Regions from separate parts of the Sus scrofa genome. Here region 1 is linked to region 2. A link is a contact called in public promoter capture Hi-C data. All regions are on one chromosome and are shown on one strand. Each heading gives the region's core, a stretch centred on a gene start, on an enhancer-like site or on the middle of the called end of the contact. The rest is flanking DNA. Distances are from core to core; before and after follow the strand shown. Region 1 holds the start of FAM222A (protein FAM222A). Region 2 holds the start of MLEC (malectin).

The links. Promoter capture Hi-C pulls out the DNA fragments that hold promoters and counts their contacts.
Region 1: a contact with region 2 is called in a promoter capture Hi-C map of liver, with 2.3 times the contacts expected there. The contact joins the promoter of FAM222A here to the promoter of MLEC in region 2. A contact is called at or near these places in 1 of 5 promoter capture datasets (liver) and 1 of 47 Hi-C or Micro-C datasets (liver).

Annotation. Positions count from the first base shown.
Region 1 is chr14:41,229,081-41,236,479 of Sscrofa11.1, forward strand. FAM222A (protein FAM222A) reads right to left here and starts at 4,779. Exons shown (of 4, transcript XM_021072447.1): 1 at 4,661-4,779; 2 at 4,127-4,253.
Region 2 is chr14:40,600,455-40,607,702 of Sscrofa11.1, forward strand. It overlaps MLEC (malectin), which reads left to right and starts at 1,528. Exons shown (of 5, transcript XM_001928694.6): 1 at 1,528-1,939. The coding sequence starts at 1,714.

The sequences.
Region 1 (7,399 bases), core at 3,529-6,028, 630 kb after region 2:
CAGATTTCAAAAGATGTCAGTAGCTTATAATTATAGTCGACATCCTTCTGAGATAAAAGTGATTACCTTGGATGCAAATCACTTAGCAACCAATCAGGGCGGTGGGCGGCGCCCGCGGAGGTGACCGGCCGGCGCGCGGCCCTCCTCCCGCAGCCCGCTCCGCATAGGCAGAGAAAGCGCACAATAGCTCTTGACACCCAAATGGGTTAACACAATAAAGGCGGCTCCGGCCGCTGCTGGGGGAGAGCAGCAATTCCCGGCCCGCGGGAGGTAATAAAGCGGCCCTTTTGTGCGCGCCTCCCGTTCTCACCCCCGCCCCAGCCCAGAGGAATCTCCGCCTGATTGAATTACGGTTCATGAATATGAGCTGCTCCCGCTCGCTTCCTCCGGTTTGTGAGGGGCTGGAAGGAGGAGGGAGCAGAAGGAAGATTGGGGAGGGGGCCCCCTGCAAGCCCCAGCCCCCCAGGAGCTCAGATGGGAGCCACGTGTGCTCACCACGTGGGGTGCCCTGGGTAGGTGGGAGGGAGACCGGGCAGAGGCAGCTGGAAGGGTGGGGGTCCCTGGGCTGCCTTAGGGTCTTTGATTGGTGGCTCCAAGAGGGACTGAGAGGGCCATTCGAGGCCCCCGTTTTGAGGACAAGGCTACCAGTGGCGGTGAGAATGTGCATTTACTGAGGGCTTACTGTATGCCACTGCCTGTGGTCCCCTCACTGAATCCTTACCACCACCCTGGGCAGTGAATGCTATTATAAGTTCCCTCTCACAGATGAGGAAGCTGAGGCTCAGAGAGGCAAAGCTACTCAGCCAAGGTCACACAGCCAACAAAGGTGGACCTCACTCCACAACCTGGTTCTTTTTTTTTTTTTTTTTTCAGGCTACACCTGAGTCAGATGGAGGTTCCCAAAAGCTGCCTGCCTACACCACAGCCACACCAGAACTGAGCCATGTCTGCGATCTACACCACAGCTCAAAGCAACATAGATCCTTAACTCACTGAGCGAGGCCAGGGATTGAACCTGAAACCTCATGGTTTCTAGTCAGATTTGCTTCTGCTGCACCGCAATGGGAACTCCACAACCTGGCTCTTCATCATGGGCCATTGGGCTTTAAGAAACATTGCCCAGCCCAGCGCCAGTCCAGAGCAACTGCAAAGCTCAGAAGGGATAGGGGATGGGCAAGCTTACGTGGAATTAGACTGATGATAAGGATTACTGTGGGTGGGAGGTTGGGAGCTAACCTTGAGAGAGGAGATTGCCCGGAGACCTGAGAAGGTCCCTCCCTGCCCCCACTGGACTGGAAGGGATGTCCAGGGTCACTGTCCCTGTTAAGGAAGCCCTCACTGGATCCTCTCCCCTGCTTAAATCGGTCCCATGACCTAAGCCTCCAGGACACACCCACCCCAGGGCCACCCCTGCCCCTCATCCAGCATACCCCAGCACTCACAGGCCTGCAACATGGCCACTCCCGATGCCCAGAGAACTCTTCCACTCCCGTGCATGGCAGGTCCCTATCCTTTCTGAGAGTCACAGGGCACCTCTGGGTCCAGAGCCCAAGTTGCCACTGCCCCCATCTACATCCTTAACGTCCCCCATCAGCTGAGTGCCTACCAAGAGGGTCCCCAGAATGGCTGAGGGCAGCCTCACACCCCTCCCCGAGGTGAGCTCGGAGGGGACAGTTGCTAAGAAGACCTAGGCAGCTCTCCCAACCCTTCTGGCAGGGGGGCTTCTTGCCACACCTTTCTGACCCCAGTGCTGGAGAAAGAGGGGCGAGGGGAGCAGGCTGCCCACAGGCTGGGACAGAAGTCGCTACTACTCTACTCAATACTGTCCTAAAGGTAATGGGGACGCAGGACTCAAACCCAGGTTTCAGCGTGGAAAGGCTTCTCAGTGAGGCCAGACTCCCTCCATAGCGGATAGCCCCTGACTCTTACTTTGTCCAAAAAGTGGGGGTGCCTCCACTCCACCCACAGAAGGGGGCGAGAAGACCCTGGCACTCCGGGGCCAAGCCAATTCAGAGCCAAACCTCTGCAGCTGCCTGGCTGAGCACGCACAGCCTGTCACTGCCTCTGCTGGAACCTCAGTTTCCTTCTCTGTAAAATGGGGCACAGCACATGAGCTCCTTCAAGGAGTAACCGAGATCCTGTAAAATGCCTGGCATATAGGGAGATGCTGGGTAAGCTGGCACTCCCTCCCGCTTGTCGCCTGGTGCTGTTGCCAAGCCTAGGGAAGGGAACAGAAGGAATTGCCCAATTCTGACAGCCTTTCCCTCCGCCTTGGCTGTGGAAGTGTAAATACTCCACGGAGGACCTCCAACTGCCTGTGTTTGTAGATCTCTGGCGCGCACTCTGAGTTTGTTTCTAAACTGGGAAGCTTCGAGAGGCAGCGCAAACAGCCCTTCTGCCCACCTCTCCCACTTCTCCCCCCATCTGCTGCTGCTCTGTCCTTGGAAGCCTGTGTGTTTAACGACACCATTTCAGCTGGAAATATCCTCTCCCTGCCAAGCCCCCCAAAGCGGCTCCACCGATATTTATTGACCTGTTAATTTAGCTAGAGAGCCTGAAATGGGGCGGGGGGGAAAGGGGGAAAGATGCTCACTGCGTAGAGACTGGGGCCTGGCTTCTCATAATGACCCCCCCACACACTCCCCTCTGCTGTCACCCCACCCCATGCCACTGAAGCAATGACACAGTGCTCTAACCTTTTCCTAGAAATGTGATCACAGCAGTTTCACCCACATCTGACACTGGCAGCAATTGCTGGAAGAAACTTAGACGAGGAATCAAAAAGCCAGCAGCAGGATGCTGGCTAGGGGTTCTCTGGGCCTTCACAAGGATTGGGGCCAGGGCTGGGGTGTGGTGGGGTGGAGAGGGCCAGCACCTGACCCACATCAAAGCTGATGTGGGCAGGCTCACTCAGATCTTAGCCCTGATGGGCCTGACTGGCCCTCCATTCACTTAATAAGCACCACACTATGCTTGTCAAAACCATCTAAACACTGAGAGGAGAGTGGGGCAGTTGGGATTTCAGGCTTGGCCAAGGGCGGTCATCTGGGAGTTGAGGAGCAGGGGAAGCCCTGGACTGGAGGGGCAGCAAGCAGCAGCTCCTCTGCACCTTCCCTGGCTGAGGGCAGGTCACCCCTGCTTTCCTGGGCACAAGTAGGGCTAGGGGCCGGCATCTCTCTGGGGACCCTGGGAACTCCAGCGTGCTGGCTGGGGTGCAGGGAGATCTCTGCAGCACCCCTTTTGAAAGCAGAAAGTTGCTCTACTCCGGAGTCCTGCGCCCCCAGGCACTGCCAGGCTACAGGGGCAAAGCTGAACACCTGTCTTTGCGGGGAGGAGCCACAGCAGGGACAGCTGGCATTGCCTCCCTCCCTACCCCTTTGAGGATTTAGGTCAGAGGACTGCAGGTGGGGGTGGGGAAAGTCGCTTTCACCCCTCCACTACCCAAAGGCATCCAGCCTCATTCCAGGTTACCACCACTCTGCCCCCTCCGGCCTGGGGGAGGGGGTGTGCAGACAAGTCACGTCGCCAAGGCAACCCCAGTGACATCAGAGGTCTGGCAGTGACGTCACAGCCGTGGCCCCACTGGGGAACCCCTCTTTCCTGCGAGTTTTTGGTAGGAACGCCGGCGGTAAGGGGGACCCTGCTACTGCCTAGCCTCAGCACAATCCTCAATACAGCCACCTGCGTGGTCGGGACTCTGCAGTACCTCTCTAAGCTGATGTCCCTGGAAGATTTCAGAGGCTAGTTGGGAGAAGCCCAAGGTGTCCCATTCTGGGAGCCCCCCCAACCCCTCTAAGATGCTAGAGTTGCCAGGGAATTTTCAGATGACTGAGCTGCTACCTTTGTTGGCTTTAGAGGTGGGGTGACCTTTCCTCTCCAGCACACGCCCCACCCAGAACTCCACCGGAGTCCTCACGACGGGCCTCCAGGGTCAGCTCCGGCCGGGAGGCCGGACTAGGCAAGTTGTGTGTGGGGAGGTGGGGGCGGGGGGGAGGGTAAGACAAGGGGCATCGCTGCTTCAGGATCCCCAACAGCCCAGGGCCTCTTTTTTTCAATCCGGCTGCCCCGACGCCAGCCCAGCGGGTGCCCCCAGCTCTGCCCCGGAACCCTGCCCCGCGGAACTCACCGAATCAGCCAGGCCGTCGAAGGACACCAGGTCTCAGCGGCCACAACTCTCCTCTCGCCGGGTCGCAGCCATGCAGAGGTGGCAAAGGCTGCCTGAGGAATCCCCCCTTGGGGGCCGATGCCTCCCTCTAGGTGGGAAAGAACGCTGTCGGTGAGGTCGATCCAGGCGCCGGCTCGCGCCGTCCGAAGTCGAGGGTGGGGATTCTCTCGGCTCAGTGGGGGTCGCGCCCGCCCGCGACCCGGGCCGCGCGGGCGCTCAGGCAGCGCATCCTCCCCGGGGCCTGTGCTCACCGCGTCCGGCGGGCGGCGCTGTGCCTCCCCTCCGGGTCCAGCTTAGGGCTGCAGCTCCGCCCGGCGCCGCTCCCCCGGGCGCCCTCTCCGCCCGCACCAGGAGCCCGGCGGCCGCGGCCCCTCTCGCCGGCCCCAGCTGCAGCCTGTCTTTGTTGCTTCCTCTCGCTCGACCGCCTGCCGGTGGGTTGCAGCCCCCAGGTTCGCCTGGGGTGGGGGGGGTCGTCTCCTCTGAGGTTGAACGCACCTGCAGCGGCCCGGCTCCTCGCTGGGCATGCACCGGCCCCCGCAGGTTGCAAAGAACGGCGGCGAGAATGCACCAGCCCCTCCTCCTCCTGCTCGGAGCCCCGGGTGTTGGGGGAGGGGAAGCCGGAGAGCAGCGGCAAGCCGCTGTGGTGGCAGCGGGCGGTGGAGGCTCGGGTGCAGCCCCGGGGGCCTCGGCGCCGAGAAATAACCAGTCCAGGTGGCGCAGGGTGGATGTGGAGACGGCCCGGAGGATGGTGCACTGGGCGTGCGAGCTCCGGAGCTGCAGCAGGGACGGCTCGCGCTGGGCTCTCACGCGCCCCTGGCCCCGGGCGGCGCGCGGGGGCTCCCGGGGCCTCAGCCTCTCACCGCCTGACGCACGCCAGCGCCTCGTCTCGCTTCGTGCCCAGGTGCCGCGCGCCGCGCCCTACAGGCGGCGTACCCGGCTCTTCGCCTCCCCCGGGCGCCGCGCAGAGCCTCTTCGCGGAGTCACCAGCCCGGCTGTCCCGCCCGCTGCTCCGCTCCGGCCCGACTGACAGGCTCTAACGCCGGCAGCGGCAGCCGCGTCTCGCCCCCTGCCCGCCCCCTAAGGTCTGGCCCAATCAGCGGCGGCCAAGAGGCGGTTACCAGGGTGACGCGGAGCCGCGTCCTGCGGGGGGCGGGGCCGGGGGCCGCCACGCGCGCTTTTCGCGGCAAAATTCAAAGGCCGGCAGGGCGGCTCTCCAACCTCCTCCCCCAAGCCGGGGCGAGGCGGGGTCTGCGTCTCAAGGACTACAACTCCCGTCATGCAGCGCACCGGCGCCGATCGTAGGATCCCCGACTGGGGCCAGAGGGCATGCTGGTATTTGTAGTTCCTTTTTTCGGGAAACAGGAGTGAAAACCCAGTACCATTTTATTGAGCACATATTTGGTAGCACAAGCTAGGTGCACTGTCTGCATTGTTTCACTTCATTTTGGAAACGCTCAATGAGGAATTTGTTAAAAATAATAAAGATGATAAAAGACACTAGCACTAGTGTAACTGAGTACTTTTCTTAATCCTTATACACAATCCTGTGAGGTAGGTATTATCACCCCCATTTTACAGATGAGGAAACTGATGTAGCAGGTACTATCATTATACTCCCACCTTACAGAGGAAATTGAGGCTAAGAGAGGTGAAGCGACACTCCAGAGTGTTTTACTCCAATTCATATTGTTGGCAGTGGTGGATTTTTGCCATCACAGTTGAGATCTGTGGAGCCCTTACTATGTATTACCAGGCATAGTGCTGAGCTCTTTGTAAGATCTATCTCACAGAATCCTCACCACACACGTGGTAGATAGGAACCGGTATTCTTCTTCCTCCACCGACTGGGAAACTGAAGCACAGAACCACCTGGGCCCAAATTTTGATTCCATAAAATGACACTGCACCTTGCCTTTTACTTTCTAAGCAGCTTCACAGGTTCTCATTTGTTCTGCCTGATAGCCCGCAGGTGGCTCGTTTAGCAGGCCCATTTTACAGCTGGAGAAATTGAGCCCTGGGAGGGATAATTCCTCAGTTGCCATGTGTCCATCACACAGCAAGTTGGGGAGCCAGCTTTCCAGGAAGGATCTCAGGGTCCCTAAAACAATGCAAAGTGGCAGCCAGAACTCCTCCCACCTGGCTCAGACTGTGTCCAGTAAGTGCTCAGTAAATGCCATCTATGGCGATACAGATGAGGGGAGATCTAGAGACTCTCATGAATGTACCTAGTGGGATGAGCTGATTATAGTTGAGCCTCAGTCAATTTCTAGGAGCCAACTCACCCCTAAGCCACCAGGGAGCTCCAGCACTGGCCCAAGTAGGGCATCCACAGTCTTATCTAGGACAGAAGCTGGCCCTGTTTCAAGCTTCCTGTTCCCAGCAGCTCCCTGCTCTATTTCTCCCCTGCTGCCCCACCCAAATCTCTAGGAGTTTGGGAGTTGGGGTTGGGGGTGGGAATTCACCTGGAAACATGATCTGGTCACCAGCTGCTTCAGCTCCTGGGCTGCCCGCCAGAGCTGCCAGTGACGTCAGGGCAGGTTGCCCAGGTGACCTGCTGGGTGGACTGGGCGTGGACAGGTGGGAAGGATGCTTAGTGGAGTCAGGCCAGGTGCAGGGTGAGGGACAGCCACGGGGATCAAAACCCTGGGAAGTAAGAGAGGACAGCTGGGGGAGAAGAAGGCAGAGAGCCACACCATAACCTTTGCAAAGTTTGGGATTTTTTTCCATCAGAGGTTACCATGACTTGACACCTACTATGTGCCAAATTGCATACTCAGTGCTAGTTATATCACACGTTTCTACCTCCTTTTACCCTCACAGCCACCCTGTGAAGTCTATTCCCTTATTATCCACATCTTACAGCCAAGGAAGGCCATGTGACTTGTGCAAGGTCACGCGATGACAGATCAGAGTCCCAAACACCAGAGGCCCTGACCTTGATTTATCCGTACTCTGTGCCAGCCACTGAATGACTGGGTGTGACTTGAGGGCAAGTTTCTTCTCCTCTCTGGACCTCAGTTTCCTTTGCTCTAAAATGGAGGACGGGGTTCATAACCCAGCCTTGCCAGTCAGACTCTGCAGCTGGCTCCCCCTCCCACCATGTGATCCCAAAGTATGGAGTGTGGGGTGGGGGAGGTGGGGGGGGTTGGCTTAGATGATCGAAAAAGGCCCCTCCTCCTCCGAAGGTCTGTGAGTTCAAGACGTGCTAAATGGGATTTCAGGCAGCCAGCCAGC
Region 2 (7,248 bases), core at 278-2,777:
GCCACACCCACAGCAAATGGAGGTTCCCAGGCTAGGGGTCAAATCAGAGCTACAGCTGCCGGCCTACACCACAGCCACAGTTACACGAGATCCTTAACCCAGTGAGTGAAGGCAGGGATTGAACCTGTGTCTGTCCTCATGTATACTAGTCAGATTTATTTCCTCTGAGCCAGGATGGAACTCTTTTTTTCTTTTTAGGGCAGTACCTGTGGCACATGGAAGTTCGCTGCCATATGTGCCCCAAAGCATGCTTGATCCTTAACCCAAGGAGCAAGACCAGGGATCCAACTGCATCCTCGTGGATACTACTGTTAGGTTCTTAACCCGCTGAGCCACACCGGAAACTCCCGGGGCTGTGATTCTCATTTTGGACCCTGGGTGTGATTTCGTTCGTCGTTGCACAAAACAAATTGCCTGGCAGGTAGTAGGCAGGGTTGTCAGATAAAAAGCAAAAAAACTCTGTTAAGTTTGAATTTAGGCAAACAATAAATTATTTTTAGCTTAAGTATGTTCCACTTATTTGAAATTCAAATTTAACTGGGCTTCCTGTGTTTTATCTGCTAAATCTAGCAGAAGGGTCTCGATAAATATTTGTGGAACAAACGGGATTTTGCTTTGGCTCCGCCCTAAACTTGCGATGTGATCCCTTGGGCAATACTCGGCTCCTGAGACACAGTTCATCCGAGAGGTGGGAGTTCTGGCAGCGACCACGGCAAAGGGATCGCGAAGGGAGGAGAGCGCTGGATAAACTGCCAGAGCAGGGTGGGACCAGTGATCAAGCCTTTGCTGAACCTCCAGCTAGAGAAGCGCCCTCCGGTCCCTTTGCCTGGGCCGGGAAAGCCCCAGCCCCGCCCCTTCACAGCTGTCGCCATGGAAACCCGGGTAGCCTGGAGCCCCGCCCCCAAAAGCCACGCGTTTCCGCTGCGTTGGAGGCTTCTGATTGGACGGCTATCTGGACGCTACCACCAGCCCCGAATCCTCTTAGGGGTGGGGGCGGGATCTCGTCCTCGTGGGACCCTTTCCCTGAAAAACCTGTGCTTGTGGCCTTTCTGGGGGAGGACGGGTTTTATGCCTCACTCAGCGAAAAAGACTAAGTCTCAGGTCGGAAGATGTCCACTGCTCTTCCTAGAGCTTATGTTTATGCCCAGAGAAAGAGGGGGCGGGAAAGTCAGTAACGCCCCCTCAGGAACCTATTCAGTCCCCCAAATCTGGAGCACCGGAAGTGCTGGCGACGTGTCAGTGCGCCCTACCCTAAACCTTCCCCCCAGTCCACCTTTCTTATTCAGCTGCGGAATTCCGGGGCCGCCTGGGCGCTGCACCCTACCACTTCCGCACTGAACCGCCGCTTCAACCGAACTCCCAACCTCTGCGCGCGCTCCCTCTCGTGCCTGATGGTTGGGCTGGCGCCTGGGAGTAGCCACGCCCCTTCTCGCGTGTGGCAGCCAATGGGAGGATGCCTCCCGGCGGGGTGGTGGATAATTAATGAGGGCTGGGCGCTGATTGGATGCAGGGTCGTGGCCGGGGGCTGGGCGCTGGGGTAGGTTGTTCCCAAGGTGGGAGGCGGCACCGTGGCTGAGAAAGAGGCCTGAGAGCGACATGTCCCCAGCAGCTGAGGCACAGCGGCCCGTGGCGCTGTTTTTCTGAGTCCGGGGCGGCCTGGCGGCCGGCTGAGAACTAGGCTCGGCGGAGGCTGCCCCCGCTGTGGTGGCCGCCATGCTGGGCGCCCGGGCGGTTGAGGGAGCCGCTGTGGCGTTCCTGCGACTGCTGCTCCTCCTGCTGCTGCCGGCGCTCCGGGAGCCGGGGTTCGGCGTGGTTGGCTTGGCGGGGGCCGGGCTGCCCGAGAGCGTGATTTGGGCCGTTAACGCGGGCGGGGAGGCGCATGTGGACGTGCACGGGATCCACTTCCGCAAGGACCCTCTGGAAGGCCGGGTGGGCCGAGGTGAGAGCCCCTCGGTAGAGTCTCTGGATCCTGGGCCTGCGTTGCCGGGCGCAGCACGCCGAGGGCTGCGGGCCCCAAGCCCAAGCCACGTCTCTGGAGTGAAGTTTCTCTCTACTGTTTCCTCGGTGACCCGATAAGAGCCCAGAGCTTGGTGCTGATTTGAAGCTACCAAGAGCCTTAGAGTCAGAGTTGGCGAGAAGTTATATTTGGACCTCGCACTCTGCATTTTCGTAACCTCTCACCTCCACGGGAGCTGGGAAAGTAAAGACGAGGGCGGCCTATTGCCACCTCGAGGCCTCACAGGTTTTTCGGTTATCGGTGTCTCTCTCCTGGTGGTTTTGCTCTCCTTTCAAGTCAGTTTCTGGTAGATTCCTGCCGACCCAGAAATCGGCCACTTTTCTTATCTCTTGTGCAGGAGCTGGGCTTGATTCTTAGCCAGAAAAAAAAGGAATTTTGAAGAGGATAGGCCAGGAAAGTTTTGATTGTAGCCTCCTCCCCCACCCCCCTTTGGAGCGAGGAGGGTGTGTGTGCTTAAAAGTAGAAGCTGCAGGCCCTCCCTAGAGGGTGGTTATATTGAAACCTTACTGCGCAGGAGGCTGGTGGTGTTTCAACTGGGTCAGTCAGTGTAAGATCCGAATATTCTATCCGCCAGTGCAGAGAACCTACCCTCAGTGGTCTTGAGAGGTGTGATTCCATCTTATGGGGAAAATGATTTGATTTAATTGATAGAACAGCAGTCATTTTTACAGAGCCGAACAGTTCTCAAAGTCAGTGTAAGAACTGCCAGGAGAGCGGGTGAAAAATGAAAATTTTAGACCTGTAGATTAAACCCAGGTTTCTGCACCAGGGCCTTATGATGTAGGTCATGCCAGACGACTCTGGGAATATCTGCTCTGGACTCTCTGTCTTCTGTCAGTAGGATTGGAAAACAGGTTTAAGAAGGAAGTTCTTGCTTCATGTGTTGGAAGGAGATTTATGCTGTATGCTGGGTTCAGAAGCTGCCAAATCGGCAATACGCCATCTCCAGAAAACTAGGAGACAGACTTTCTCTCTCTCTTTTTTTTTCCCCCCACGATGCCCAGATTTGGATCTTGCCTTTCCTAAAGGGTTTAACTTAAATTCTTCCAAGTTAATTGCAATGTCCTGGAGTTTATTATATTAGAGGGTTTATTGCTTCCATACATGTGAGGGTGTTGAGACCCAGGGCTGTTTTCCAAAACTCTCTGTGTGTGTCTTCAGTTTAGCTCTGGAATTTATTTAGCCCTGGCATGGAGGTCTCAGTAGCCTGGGTTCAGCTGAGTCAGGGCCCTGGTCTTTGGCTGTAACAGCAGTCAAAGCCAGACTTAAGAACAGAAGATCATTGCTATCTCCATCCTGGGCCCTTCCTCTTTCTTCATGGGTATGAACAGGGAGGAAGGAGCCCTGGAGGAAATTAGAGACCGTTTGTGGACTTTGCCTCTTCAGATAGCTGTGGGGAGACACTGTACAGATGGTTCCTTAGGTTTAACAGGCTTTACGTAGGTTCTGTTACCCTGTTGGGTCCATTGTGCAGAGGAGGGAGCTACCACCACACAGGTTTAGTCCTCAGTTACTCCCCTTATTCAGAAATCCTGGTTTTAATTTGCTGGTGGAGGTGGGTTTTGTTTTGTTTTGTTTTGCTTTACTTTACTTTATTTTACTTTTTCACCTGGTCAGCAGTCAGCCAGGCTCTCTCTCTATCCTTGGGTTATTGGCTCATGGTCATAGTTCCTTCAGAAGAGTATTACCAAATGACCAAAGCTCACAGGTACTGGGGTCCTGTCTTAGATCCTGGCAGTCTATAATTGGAGGCTCCCAGCTCCACTCTGACGGTCCATTTGGACATGAATTGTAGCAGCATTAAGGAGAGTAGCATGAATTGTAGCAGCATTATGGAAAGTGGAGGGCCGTTGTCAGTTTGCAGCTTGTAGCTCCGACTAGCCAGTTGCAACATGGCACTTAGCAGACTCCAGAGAGCAGTGTTTTGCTGGCATTAGGTCTGGGGCTGAGAAGTGATTAATTTTCCTCTCAGAAGGCAGCTCTCTATTTTCTGTGCTCTTAAGGAGTCCGCACCACCAAGGCAAGCACAGCTCTGCTCTTCTCTGACACTGTTTGGTAAGGGTGTGCCAGGCACTTGGAGACCCTTACCTCTTGCAGCTATTTTCACTAATTGTGGTAGGGGCGGCTTGTCTTTTTTTTCCCACATGCCAGCACGGGAGGAAGGTCCCACTTTCATGTTGAATGCATTCAGGTGTTTGTTGCCAGGTTAATCCAGATAAGAGTTTGGCCTGCTTTTGAACTCTGCTGTTTCTCTATAGGTCTTTGTAGTGTGGCATTCTCCTAACTGAGTGGCCCAGGGCACCTAGTGGCTTTTGCTTTCAAAGGCACTTCATAAATGTTTATTGAATTTCATTCTTGCCTTGAGGATAGCTAGTGCTCACAGAAGATGCTGCAGCCTGGGAAAGGCGCTTTCTTTCAACCTGTGTGCTTCAGCAGATAGAAGTACGGCCACAGAGAGTGATTCAGAGGCGCTCCGTTTGGGAATTTGGCATGCTGCGCATTCCAGGTTCTTTTTAACTTGCTCTTTCTGGGTTTTGGCCTGAGGGCATAGAACTTGGCTTGGTTTTAGGAGAGAGGCTATTTCCTTTTCACAGAAAGATGCCTGCTAGTCCCTTGTATGACCTTGAAGAACTCAGTTTACTTCTCTGAGCCTTGTTTTCTTCTTCATAAAACTTGTCATGCTTTAGAAATCAGTGACATGAGTCTGCAAATTCTCCTGTCCAGAAGAGGTTAAAGTGTCTTTATCTTTTTAAAATTTTGCTCGATGACCTTTAGCATGGAATTAAAAGTAGGGCAGAATGTGGCTCTGGAGGGGAAGAAAGCTGGCGAGGGGCCTGAGACTATGGATGACTCATTGTGTAGGCACAAGGAAGACCCTTTCCTTTTGGCTGGGGAAGGATTTGGCCTTGGGGAGATAAGAGCTTGAAAGATAGCATGAGAGTCACTGCTGCCTCCGATTTACTTAAGGCCAAGGACTTTATTTAGAATCTCTCCCTGTACTGTCATATAGGAGCCAGGCTTCTTTACAGGCCTCCTGGGAGCATTCTCTCACAGTAGAGAATTTAGGTGAGACCCCATTTTACAGGTGAGAAAACCCCTAAGGAAGACAGCTTGTTCCACATCACATAGTAGGTGGCAGAGCCAGGGTTCAAATCCAGGCTCATTATACCCTCAGACCTGGGCTGCGTTTTTCAGGTAGCCTGGCGACTCCATTGTCTAGGGCTAAGAAGCAGTGGACGTAGTGTGGGTCCTTCCTTCTTCGGTTGACTGTCCAAGCTGTATCATGCCAGTTTCAGCATTGTGCTGCCCTGTATACACTTCACTGTATTTCAGAGAACTGGTTTGTTGTTGTTTTTTCCTTTACCTTTTAGGGCCACACCCACAACATGGAAGTTCTAGGAGCCAAATATCTTCCAAGTCACCGAGTGAGATTAGAAGGTGCTTTTGAAATCTTTTTTTTTTTTTTAAGAGCTGCACCCGCAGCATATGGAAGTTCCCAGGCTAGGGGTCAAATTGGAGCTGCAGCTGCCAACCTACAGCACAGCCACAGCAACTCGAGATCCGAGCCATATCTATGACCTATGCCACAGCTTGTGTCAACGATGGATCCTTAACCCACTGAGCAGAATACTAGTCTGGTTCCTAACCTGCTAAGCCACAAGGGGAATTCCTATTACAGATAGCTATTAGCTGAGAATGCCTAAAAGCTAAGTGGGGAAGCAGAAGTCCCTTTTGCTCTTGTCTCTCTAGGGACTTGGGCAAATTGAACTGCATGTGGCGAGTCTCGTGGGAAGGCCACTTGGGCTTTAAAGGGAAACTATTTAAAGGTAATTCCAAGGTTGTTAAGTTTTTGTGGGACTGAGACCGCCACAGATTACATTACCATCAGTTTCTCACTTTTTCCATGCCACAAGGGGAGAAAAAAGATTCTCCACACATGCACATTTTCTGTGTATCTGAAAAGCAATTCTTTAGTTAACATTCCAAATATTTAACGATCACAGTCCTCATGGAAGAGGAAGATTTTTAGAACTCAGCTGGAAGAGGACTACAGTCTTTTAATCTTTATGGGTTTGTGGTTGGAGCCCAGGACTGAGCTGGGGCAGTTGGCAGTACATCCTTTGTTGCGCTACTCAGCTATCCTCCTTGGATTTCTTGAGGAGAAATAGGAAGAAAAAATGTCTGAAGACAAAAGTGCAATGAGTTTCCTGTCCATTGTCTCATCAGGCCATCTGATCTCCTGGCTGCTCTTCGCTTACAGGAACTGTTAACTGTTCTGTTTATTTATCGGAGGGCATGACCTTAGCCACTGGATCTTTTAGTTACTCTTTTACCTCCTTTGGAGATAAAAGGTCCTCTCCCTTAGAGGTTCAGAAGACAAAGCTCCAGGGATGACTGACTGAGCGTGTGCCCGAGGATCTAGGTGCCAAATGTCTTCCAAGTCACCGAGTGAGATTAGAAGGTGGTTTTGAAATTTTTTTTTTTTTAGGGCCGCACCCGCAGTGTATGGAAGTTCCCAGGCGAGGGGTTGAATCGGAGCTACAGCTGCTGGCCTATACCACAGCCACAGCAACTTGGGCTCTGAGCTGCACCTGAGATACACCACAGCTCACAGCGACACTGGATGCTCAACCCACTAGTAAGGCCCGGGATTGAACCCACATCCTCGTGAATCCTAGTTGGGTTCGTTAACTGCTGAGCAATGAAGGGAACTCCAGTTTTGAGGTCTTAAATTTGGAATCTTGTATTTGAGGAAAGACCCAGGTTTAGTGTATTACATGGGGGAGAGAAAAACATGTACGGATCGATCTTCTAAGGTTGGGGAGAGGCTGGGGGCCGTAGAGTTTTCGGCTCCTTAGATACCTGTCCAAGTAAGTAAGAACTTCGTACTTTTACCCTGTCTTATTCCTGGTCTGTCTGAAGTAGTAGGAGAGGTGTCTCCCTCAGGACCTGGGCATTGTCGGCAGAGGTGCTAATAGGACCATGGCACATTTTCCCTCCGTGCTGGCATGGCTCTGGCCCCATGGAGGGGATGGCATGGCTTCACTGTTCTGCAGGTCCCCCTTTGTTGTCATTTGTTTGTTGATCGAATAATATCAGGTACCTGTTTATGTGCCAGGGACTGTTAGGTGCTGGGGATACAGGAGGACCTTTTTATTTTTGGTCTTGACCACAGCTTGTAAAAGTTCCCAGACCAGGGATCGAATCCATACCACAGTGGTAACCAGAGC